2 separate regions of the Danio rerio genome follow, and region 1 is linked to region 2. Evidence: chromatin contacts called from public Hi-C data. All regions are on one chromosome and are shown on one strand. The core of a region is the stretch at or near the end of the contact, and the rest is flanking DNA. Distances in the headings are between cores, read along the strand shown. Region 1 holds the start of cbl (Cbl proto-oncogene, E3 ubiquitin protein ligase). Region 2 holds the start of arhgef12a (Rho guanine nucleotide exchange factor (GEF) 12a).

Evidence for each region. Hi-C and Micro-C count contacts between places; a contact is called where the count stands out from the background.
Region 1: a Hi-C map of hematopoietic stem cells shows a contact between it and region 2, with 3 times the contacts expected there. The contact joins the promoter of cbl here to the promoter of arhgef12a in region 2. A contact is called at or near these places in 1 of 18 Hi-C or Micro-C datasets (hematopoietic stem cells) and 1 of 4 datasets of contacts at active chromatin or transcription factors (embryo).

The regions. Positions count from the first base shown.
Region 1 is chr15:25,671,211-25,677,112 of GRCz12tu, reverse strand. It overlaps cbl (Cbl proto-oncogene, E3 ubiquitin protein ligase), which reads right to left and starts at 2,385. Exons shown (of 16, transcript NM_001007330.1): 1 at 1,957-2,385. The coding sequence starts at 2,103. It overlaps drc12 (dynein regulatory complex subunit 12 homolog), which reads left to right and starts at 3,927. Exons shown (of 6, transcript NM_001111210.1): 1 at 3,927-4,027; 2 at 4,114-4,179. The coding sequence starts at 3,958.
Region 2 is chr15:24,909,729-24,914,819 of GRCz12tu, reverse strand. It overlaps arhgef12a (Rho guanine nucleotide exchange factor (GEF) 12a), which reads right to left and starts at 1,570. Exons shown (of 38, transcript XM_073923679.1): 1 at 997-1,570. tlcd5a (TLC domain containing 5a) reads right to left here. Exons shown (of 3, transcript NM_001271624.1): 3 at 3,146-5,091.

The DNA of each region.
Region 1 (5,902 bases), core at 1,136-3,635, 760 kb before region 2:
GGGTTCTTCTGCATTTTGTGAGAAGTTAAATATTTATAGGTGACTGAGAAAATATAACTTAATGGAAAACATCAAAAAGTGAACATTAGATAATGAATGGCCAAGTCAGGATTAACACATTCTAAAGTCACATTTCTTTCAGATTAGACTGTACTTCTCCTCATGTCAAGTATTCGGAATCATTCATCCTGACCTTTTTCACTATTATTTAAAGTTTTCTAAAAGTGGAAATTTACAAATGTTACATTGCAAAAACGGGGAGATTTGCTTATGAAGACAGAGTGATACATCACATGCGCACTAACCAAAGACCCAGTGTGAAACTAAACAAATAGGAAGTCGCAAGCTCTAAATCATAAAGCATTAACTGCTTCTGTTCTCCATAATAATTCTTAAAATCTTCCTTAATAACCCAAATCTAAAAACATACAAAATACTATTTTATTTTTAGGTTTCTAAGTGGTTCCCCATGTCAGAGAATAAGTTTAAACTGAATCCCCTGCGACAGATGCACCGTTTCTCTCATGTATCATTGTGAAGATCACAGGAAGTGTGAGGTCAGTAACCACAACTTTTTTCCATGAACTGCAGCTTTAACTTTTGTATTGTGAGGCAGCAAATTCAACAAAAGAAAGCCACTCTGTTAGACAGATGTTCACAGTTTTACCGTTTTACTTGACAAGCTGGGTTGGTAAAAAAATTTTAGTTGTGGAAAATGAACACTTGTAATGCAAATGATGATATATTTATAACAGTGTAGCCAACCTAGATATTTACATAAAATGTATGCATGCTGTTATTATTCCATCTCTTCTGATGATATTTAAATTCTTATTTTTTATTATCAAAACTCTCTGTACTTTTTTAATTTTGGGGGAAAGCATAGAATACAATGCAAGACAATAATGGTCGAGACACTGCTCAAAAGCCTGTCGGATTATGTTTGACACACTTGCTTAACAGCATTTCTCTTACAAAATTATGTACAGGAAGTTCAGCAAACCAGAGTTGCTATAGTCCAGTGAATGATTCTCCTAAACCAATAACAACCAAATGTTATTCTTATTTTAAGAAAATTCACAGAGAGAAGGTAAACAGTTTTACAGTTAAACAAAAGACTTGAAAGACTACAAACCAACTACACACACTATATGTTCAGATATGGCGAATTGTGGTTTTTGCCTATACTAGCAGCTCTATTCATACACAACCATTACACCAAACTTGCATGTATTGATTAGATTAAACACCAAAACAACTAGCTAGCTTCTATAACAGTTGCATATTCAGATTTAGTGACATTTTTTAAATTAAGCTGGAATGTTTAAGAATGTCAAATTAACACAAACAAAAGTAATGGCACTTCCCGTTTATCCAAAAAGTCAAACTAGTGAAGGAAGTAGAGATTGTTGGAGCAAATCAATCTACCAACTGTCCATTATCCACGTCTACACTGAGTAAATGCAATTGAACCAGCTGACTGACCAGCAACAGGATCAGTATATCGTCACATACTAGTTGTTTAACCAACTTAAGCTATTTTCATGCCGTTGCCGACTGTATTATGGAGAAGGCACATTTGAAGAAGGATGTCCAAACCATTCTTCCCAACCATAGATTTAACTTACAGGATAACTACTGCAACAAGCTACTTAGCTAGCACGACTAGCAGAGAACCCTTTAATTATCACAATTCCTATTAAGAAAGCAGGAGTGATCGGAACCACAAATGACATGTTCTATAAAATTGAATATTCCCAGAGTGTTTGACAAGCTGAATATAGTTTATTAGCCTGCAAACCATTCAGCTAATTGCCTTAGCAGAGCTGCCCTGCCATATTGAATTAGTACTTGTCCGTGCAGGCCATCCGGCTAAGCTAACTAGAGACCGAGGCTGTTAGCTAGAGCGTCTCTGTCGGCTATCTATCGCTTGTGTTTTGTTTTATAGACACCCACCTTATCCATGAATTTCCAGCATTTCTCCACCGTCTTTTTGTCCACGGCTCCGGGCTGGTGATGGGAGTGGTGGAGGTGATGGTGAGGCTGAAAAGCGTCCTTCATCATGCCAATAAGCCCCCCACCTTTCTTCAGATTTCCTGCCATATTCGGACTCCGGAGTGTTGTTTTCGCAGTCAAAATATAACTGGGATCGGATACCCCCCGGTGAGGACAGCGCCCGAGTCCGGTTCGGTTCGAGCGAGGGTCCGTCAAGGGGGGGAGAAGCGCTTTACCGATGCAAGACTCCCATTAAATCCCCCGTGCAGCAAACCGCCGTTTGACGCTGTGTTTAAAAACGCTCGGGGAGGGCGGCGGAACCCGTTTAAAAATAACGCGTAAAAATAAGTTTTGATGGGTGTCTGGACGTGGTAGAACAACTGCTTTCACATCGACACCCCGTGCGTGATGTTCCCTTTTCCTGCAGCTCTCTTTCTCTATCTGTGCGCTTCTGTAGAGTGATGTCCGATTCGTTCTTATGAGTCGGATCTTTTCAATTGATCGAATCGGTTCACACCGCCGGACTGAAGCTGTTTGAGATGTAAACTTCACTTAGTATGTTTTAATGCTGGAGTTTTAAGTATTTTAAATGCCACGTAGCCCCAAACTTAATCATACCATTTCAAAGGGTTTCAATTTCTAAATTTAAAGGCATTTATATAGTTTTTTGTATGAAAACCCAATTCATATTCTGAAAAAGATTATATATATGGGTCTGAAACATTATAAAATAACTACCTCCTAATAAGATACTATTACTAATTCTTACTTCTAATTTACTTTATTTTCTACTGATTTAAAAACCTAGTCAATTATTTAGCCAATGTCCTCATTTATTAATTTATTCTAATGATTTTTTCTTTTATAACATATTATAATCTAATTTATCAATTGATACTTTATGATTATACTTTTAATTTGGTATTATGTTTTATATATATATATATATATATATATATATATATATATATATATATATATATATATATATATATATATATATAAAACGAAGTTTAAAAAAATTGTAGAATAGAATCGGTTCTTAATGAGGCCTTGTTCTAAAGAGCCGATTCGCGTAAATGAATTGAACTTCCCATCATTACTTTTGCAACGGGAAGTTCGGCCTGACAAGACACGAGGGCTTCCCAGCAAAACCTGTAAAGGAACGGAAAAAAAAACGTGTTTCCTCACAATCACCTTCTCCATTTGAAAATAAATGCTGTATGGTAAAATTGTATCTCGTACTAAACAGACATATTAGGGTTAACGCCGCCTTTCTCCCTTTCTCCCCCTCCTATGCTCGTGTGACTGCTCTTCCTGTTCCGCCTGTAAAACCTCGCCCTCTTTCATGTCTCGCCTTGTCTCCGCCTACTTTCCTGCTCCTCATGCGAATGTACGAATCCTACTATGGTAAAAGGCGTGGCTTATTAATATTAATTAGATCACGAAATAGGAGCAGTAGGACGGTTACCAAGCAATGAAAGCATGGCGTAGTTAATATTCATGAGCTACGTAGTCGCCGTCTGTGGTCTAACGAGATGAATTATGCATTTTTGTTCAAACAGTCAATAAATTGTGAGATGAAGCGTTTTATTTTTGTTCACAGGGATGTTCATTTGCTCATCTCGTATCATTTCCGTTTATTAAAACGACACATTTCCATTCCAGAAGTAATATGAGGTTGTTTTTAAACAATTCAAGCGATTCAGAACTGCACAGGAAGACTTTATTGTCCATAAAACAACACACACAGCGCGGTTTAACGACTACACACACTCCAAGGCAACCAGCCTGTAACGTGGTGTAATGTGGTTACGTAGAACAACAGTAATCAGTATTCGGGACAGGCGATTGGCTAAGATCACTGACCACGCCTACGTGCTGCCAGGCGGTTTTGTGTACACAATACAATTAACTTTTCCCTCCGTCCGAAAGATGCAGGACTAGTAGGATTTTTACATCATGCCGCCAAAGAAGAAAGGAAAAGGAGGCAGCAAAAAAGAAAAGACTAAAAAAAGCACGCCAGAAAAGGGTGCTTTTGTTATACTATAACATTTTTATACACAAAATAGGAGTTGGTTTTTGACTTACATGTTTCTGTTTCCCACCCTCATATAGATGATGGACTTACAGAGAAGTACAGGAGAAGTGTCTTAGATGTGTCTGTTTTAAAGGAACACCTTGGTAAGGCAAATATAATTATTTATTGGACTGTTATTAATGTTACATTTGTTCTCTGCTTCATTACGTTATATTCAAATAAAACACTATAAAGACATAGTTCACCAAAAAAGAAAATTCTGTAATCAGTTACTCACCTTTGGTTGTTTCAGCCTTTTTTATTCTGTTAAATAAAAAAAAAAGTTATTTTGAAGAAAGCTACAAACCTGTAACCTCTGACTTATTTCTAATTCCTACTTTTGGGGGCCCTAAGCAATTCCAGGTATGGTGCCCAAGCACTGAAACTCAAAACATTTTCTTCTTTATAGATATATAATAAACTGCATGTTACAATATATTTTAAGTGAAACCATTATCTTCTAAATGTAAAAATGAAATACAAAAAATTCACAAATAAAAAAACAAGTTCACAAACTTATTTTGTACGGTTAGTTAGCCGTATATATGATTAGATTTTAATATTTGCATGTGCAGTACGTAAGTATTGTTCCACGATTCATAAGGCCCCTGGTTTTGAAAGGAAGTAATAACGTTAAAATCTTAACAGTTATATACAGATTTTACAACATATGATAGAACATTTATAAACTACCTATATGATTAATTTAGGCAATTTTTGGCATTTGTTGGGGCCCCCTAATTTCCCAGGGCTCTAAGTGGCTGCTTACCTTGCTTATTGGCTAAGTCTGCCCCTGATGACAGTGTTGGGGAAAGTTACTTTTGAAAGTAATGTATTACAATATTGAGTTACTCCCCCAAAAAGTAACTAGTTGCATTCTCTAGTTTTATGGTAAGTAATGCAATACATTACTTTTGTATTACTTTTGTTTTTCTTTTCATAACCTTTGCTAAGGCTTGAGGCTCTTTCAGAACTTTTAATTATTATTATTGTTTTAAGGGAAGCTGTGCTATTAACAATGCACTGTATAACTAACACAATCTCATTGCCATTTGTAACTTTTTGATTTAGAGGCTAATTCGTATGAATTCCTACGATATCCTTCGTACAATTTAATACGTTTTGCTTATCCCCCAATAACGATTGGGTTTAGGGGTTTGGTGCCTCGCCTACTTTTTAAAATAGTAAATTTTCATATGACTGAACTCTAAACTCTAACCCACTAAACTGATAAAACATACGTCTCCTCATGAGATCAGGCTGGTATAACCTTAATTTTCCTTAAAAAAAAAAACAAACTATTAAAAAATTTATTTTAAATAAATAAAAAAAATTCCTTAATAGAAAAGGTTATCTATTATCTGAGAACTTCCTGACCCCAGAGCTATGCCGTATTTACAGATTACTGAAAGTTTAAAGAAATCGTTTGCTACTTTTTGTACTTTTTATCTTATCAGTCATGTAAAATCATTGTCCATTGAAACAATCCCCTCTCCTTTTCTTTGATGCATTCAGAATAATGAAAACATTCTCTCAGTGAGTGCCTGATTCAACCTGACATCTAAACGTAGACGCCTGGCTAAAATAAGGCTAAATTTGGGCTGTCAGTGAAAATCTAATAAACGTCTAAGAATAGCCCAAAACTAGACTAGTCATTAAATAGACAGATTAGACAGACTTTATATGTGTAGTCATTTATTTCTGTTTCTTTGGTGACTCTAGTTTCTAGATGTCTAGTTTTGGCCTACTCTTAGACTTAGACTTAGACCAAATTTAGCCTTGTTTTAGCCAAGATGATCAAGTTTTAGACGTCTATTAGACATCTTT
Region 2 (5,091 bases), core at 321-2,820:
TCAAGTTTACAATGTACTAGAAAACAGAACAAAAAATGAAGAAAAAAACATTATTTTTGCAGTGTATGCATCTTCAGGGTTTCTGCAGGTATCTTTAAGTTAAATTTAAGACTTTTTCAGACCCTTGTAAGACCATCATGAATTAAATTTTACACTTATACAGGGCTAAAAACTAAAGATTTTTTGTAATGGCCCAGTTACTTCAGTAAATTATAATTTTATTCATTAATGGAAGATCATATAAAGGGATGTGTTGCTTTAGTTTTCTTTCCCTGCTTAGGGAATTTAATTAGGTGAATTTGATGTAAACATTTCTAACAGCCGTTGTGTGTGTGTGTGTATATATATATATATATATATATATATATATATATATATATATATATATATATATATATATATAGTTTTGAGATGGATTATTGATGATTGAGTAGCTTTACTTGGACAGGGAAATTATGACTTGTTTAACGTGATTTAAGACCTACAACTAAATATTTAAGTGTATTTAAGACTTTTTAGGTATAAAATGTTGATGAAATTTAAGACATTTTAAGACTTTTGAAGACCCCTCAAACACCCTGATCCCTGAGTGAGATTGACAATTAAATGAAAAATAAAGACACAAGTTGCAGAAATCAGGACCTTTATGTCAAATTATGACTTTTCAAATCTGCAGAAACCCTGAAAACCATTAAATGAGAAGTAAAGTGTCCTGATGTAAATCAACGAATATGTGGTTCCTCCAGCAGTGGTGCTGTTTACCAATAAATGAACCTACTGTTTATAACAACAACATTACTAACCATAATTGTAAATTAACTGTAGTTTAAACTTATAAAACACACTAAACGTATCCCGTACACACAAAAACGAATCATCCACAGGAGTTTAACGACACGGCAAATCAAAATACGCGCATACATCAGCTCTATAATTTACCCAAAATAACTCTAAAAATTGGTCATTTTCCGCTATGTCGTGCAACTGAAAATGTACCTTCATGTTCAGCAGCAGCTCCCCGGTGAAGCCCAGACACTTTTTCCTTGTTAAAGTTACACTCCTTTAGCAATTAAAGCACTTTTGAGCGTCCTAATGCTGAATGTGTATTTCCACAGCCAACAAGGCAGCAGCAGCAGATGATACCCGCACCGCAAACCAGACTGCAGACTCAAGGCCTTTGCTATGCTAAAGCTAACAGCAGCCTAACATCGTCAACTCCAAAAATGAGACGCGATATTTTTCCAACAATAACAATAAACACCCTTATGCATCCACACCAAGCCCACAGTCATCCAGACAGGGTGAAAATGCATGCGCTCATACACGTGTCACCCCGCGGAGAGTTTCCATGGAGCGGCGACGAAGTCTGCATCAAAATAAACAAAACCGCTCAGTAAAGTTCGCATAGGTCTCTCCGAACGCGTTAACGGGTTATATCTAGTTCGTACGAAAGCGATGATCCACATTAAAATCCGTATGGAGGTTGTAGGTTCAGCTCCATCAAACTGGGGAAAGTTGAGAGTACCGGAGAGTGCTGCCGTGTCTCCCGCGGGGCTCTGTCTCAAAACCTACTGAACTTCCTGCACGGACAGCATTTCCGACTCCGCAGAGTACACTCGCGCTCTCTGTGCTCATCCGAATGGCAGTGTCACACAATGCTGTCTAGTTAGACACGTTTAGTCATTTTTGAGTAACTGTAAATGTTTTTGGTTTATACTAAAGTGCATGATGGGGATTCAAAGTTGCTTCCTCACAAAGATTCACCCCAACTTCTGAAACATGTTATGACAGAGCTTTTGATAACTATTTAATTAGGCTGTAGATTGCGGCGGGCGTAGCTGCTTTCGGAATTTTGTTCATAAAATATTTGCATAATTTGAATGGAACGTTTGTGTATGTAGTCATTAGACAAGGCGTTCACTGTTCGCTTGTTTTCCGTGGTATTTTCAAGTCGTACATTTTCATAATTCCAAATGGTCAATTGTCTTTAATTATTCCACTGGAAAACGTGAGCCACTCACTGTTGCAATTGAACAAACTTCATACCTAAGGGTGCGAATGTGTTTTGCAACTGTTGATTTAGTTTGCCACATGGTGGACGTTTACAAAACTGCAACGCTTACTAATGGGTTTGACTTTTTGATACTGATAAAAAAAAACGTCTACATGAAGCCTTTACAAATTTCCAAATAAATGTCTTAATTCTCATTTAAAAAAAAGAGATATTTGTTCATTTTTGGAAAGTCAAACTCCAGATGACAATATTTTTACTAGTTTTGTCTTCTGTTAAGGGGGTGACTTTTTTATAAAAAGATTTTACGTAATTTATTTATTTATTAATTTTCCTTCGGCTTAGTGTCTGTATTCATCAGGGGTCACCACAGCGGAATGAACCGCCAACTTTTCCAGCATATGTTTCCCACAGCGGATGCCCTTACAGCTGCAACCCAGTACTGGGAAAGATACTTTATTTATAATATGAAAATGTATATTTTAATTAAAATTATATTGAAGTCTATTACATACTGATATAGTATATATGTTTCATCCTCATTCAGCAAAACATTTTAAAATGAAAATATAGGCTACCGTTACCTATTGTTATATCTGGAACAAATGAGTACACAAAAATATACTATATTGTAAATTATTATAAACTTTTTAGTCACAAAAAGAAAATGTTTTGAAGGACAGTGGTAAAATATAAATATTTAAATTCTGTAAATTATGTTAAAATGTGTGTGTGTTTGTGTGTAATGTATTATATATTAAAAATACACACACACACACACACACACACACACACACACACACACACACACGTTGGTTTTTGTGAAAAGTGGGGGCATTACATAGGTTTCCATTCATTTTATACTGTCCAAACCGTATATTGTATTGCCCTCACCCCACCCCATCCCTAAACCCAACCATCACAGGAGACTGTGTGCAGCTTAACTCTCTGATTAAACTCATTCTGTAGGATTTATAAGCATTTTGAGAAACGAATGTCCTCATATTGCACCTCCTTTTTGTAATACCTGTGTCATACCCATGTCATTATACAGATTTGTGTCCTGATATGTCACAAAAACATGTGTACACACACACACACACAATGTTGTAACATGAAAAAAAACATGTAAAGATGTATTACTTTTATTTTATTCTAATGCTTAGAAAATCTCTTGAACACATAAATGATACATTTACACACACCATTGTAACATAGTTATGTTTAATCTGAGGTGTGACAACGCCCTATAACACTTCAATCTAATTTATGAAATGTATGACAATGTTTACAGATTTTATCAACTGGTGTGGTCAATTCACCATGACAGATGGACAGTTTGTAAGTCATCACCCAATTTCCCTTTTTAAAAATAGTTAAAATCTCCAAACACATAAAGATTTCTGGGTTTACTTTTTCACACAAAAATCATTCAGTAATCCTCCAGAAACATTTAGTAGTGTTTGATAATCCTTACTGCATATTGCACATACTTAAAGTTTAAAGGGGTCCCATTATGCTGCTTTTTAGAAAAATGTCAAATAAATCTCTGATGACCCTGGAGTGGGTGAATGAAGTTTCAGCTCAAAATACTCTGCAGATAAAGTTTTATAGTTCTATGAAGTTGCCACTTTTGGGGATCGATTCAAAACATGCCGTTTTGGGGGGTGTGGCTTTAAATTCTTATGAGATTGTGCTCCCGGGCCTTCTTATAAGAAGAATGTCAGTGCTACTTCTGAGGCCTTGTCCACACAAACAAGGGTATTTTCAAAGCTGCACTTTTTCTTTGTGGTGCACTGTTGTCCACACGAAAACGCATTGTCAGGTGACTATTATGTACAGTTGCCTTGAACCGGGCCAAAGCATGCTTGTCGCCCCTCCTGTCTCCCCCGACGGCCCACACTCGCATTACATTTGGCCTCGGCAAGCTTACATCATTGATGCTGCGCTGGTCAGTAGCCGCTCTCGCTCACAGTGGAGATTTCTCTAGTTATATCGTTTAAGTCATTTGATATGCAGTGATACGCAGTCAAATAGCCAAACAGATCAGCGACTTTTGACGCTCATAAACAATCTGGTTTGTTGAAGGCACAGCTGTCGTGCAGTAAGGGGTTTGCGTCTTTAATAATCTACGGCAGTTTGCATTCACTGAACAGTAAGAATGATTAATAATTCCACATTTTTCAAAAATCCAGGTACAGTGTGTTGTGTGGATGTTAAGGAGTTTTCGCCTCATGACGTCAGCATGCACGCTGTTTTCTACTTCTAGATTGGCCAAAATGGCTGGGCTCACACCAAACAGAAGACGTGAATGAGGCAAATTCTGCACAAAGCAAACGTATCACGCATTCTGCATTGTTTAACCAGAGAATGGTAATCTACCTCATTTCTCCAGTTTGCATTAGACATTTCTCAATATGCGTTCTTCAGCATTTTTGCGTCCTTGTGTAACGTTATCATCAACTGCTCAAGTTTAGTTCCAGAACTAAGGGCTGCAAGAACCGAGGACGCGTGAAAGTTTCTGGATGTGTTCTATCGGGGATGCATCGATGCAGACTTTGCTCATAAAGTCCCAGAAGTCATTGCGGCTGTATAAAGGAGGTGGGAAGGGCAGCATTTTTATTGTTAAAGTTCAGAGATATAACTTAATTATCTCAGGAGTTTGCCTAAATGAGATGGTGAAAGTAAACATTACCATGAAAATCTTGGCAAAGGCATAAACACATTAAGGGTGTTTATTTGCTGAAATGCATTTTAAAATATTTTATTTGTATTGTGGAATATATAAGTTCCTTTTTTTGTGCATGTTGTATATATATTGAAAAGCATAAAAACAATAAATTGTTGTGTGAATGCTGTTATGTTTAAATAATTGTCTATTAAAAACGTGTGAAGGTCATGTGACCATCAGTAAGAACACAGCATCTCATTTCTCACAGGACGCACTCTGTTCTTGCAGACTTCAGAATTTGTTCTTCCAAGGTGACCTAGCAAGAACGCGGCTCCGTTCTTGGAATTGAGAAACAGCTATTGACTTGAACGCAATTTACCCACAAAATATACTTAATTCTCCATTTAGT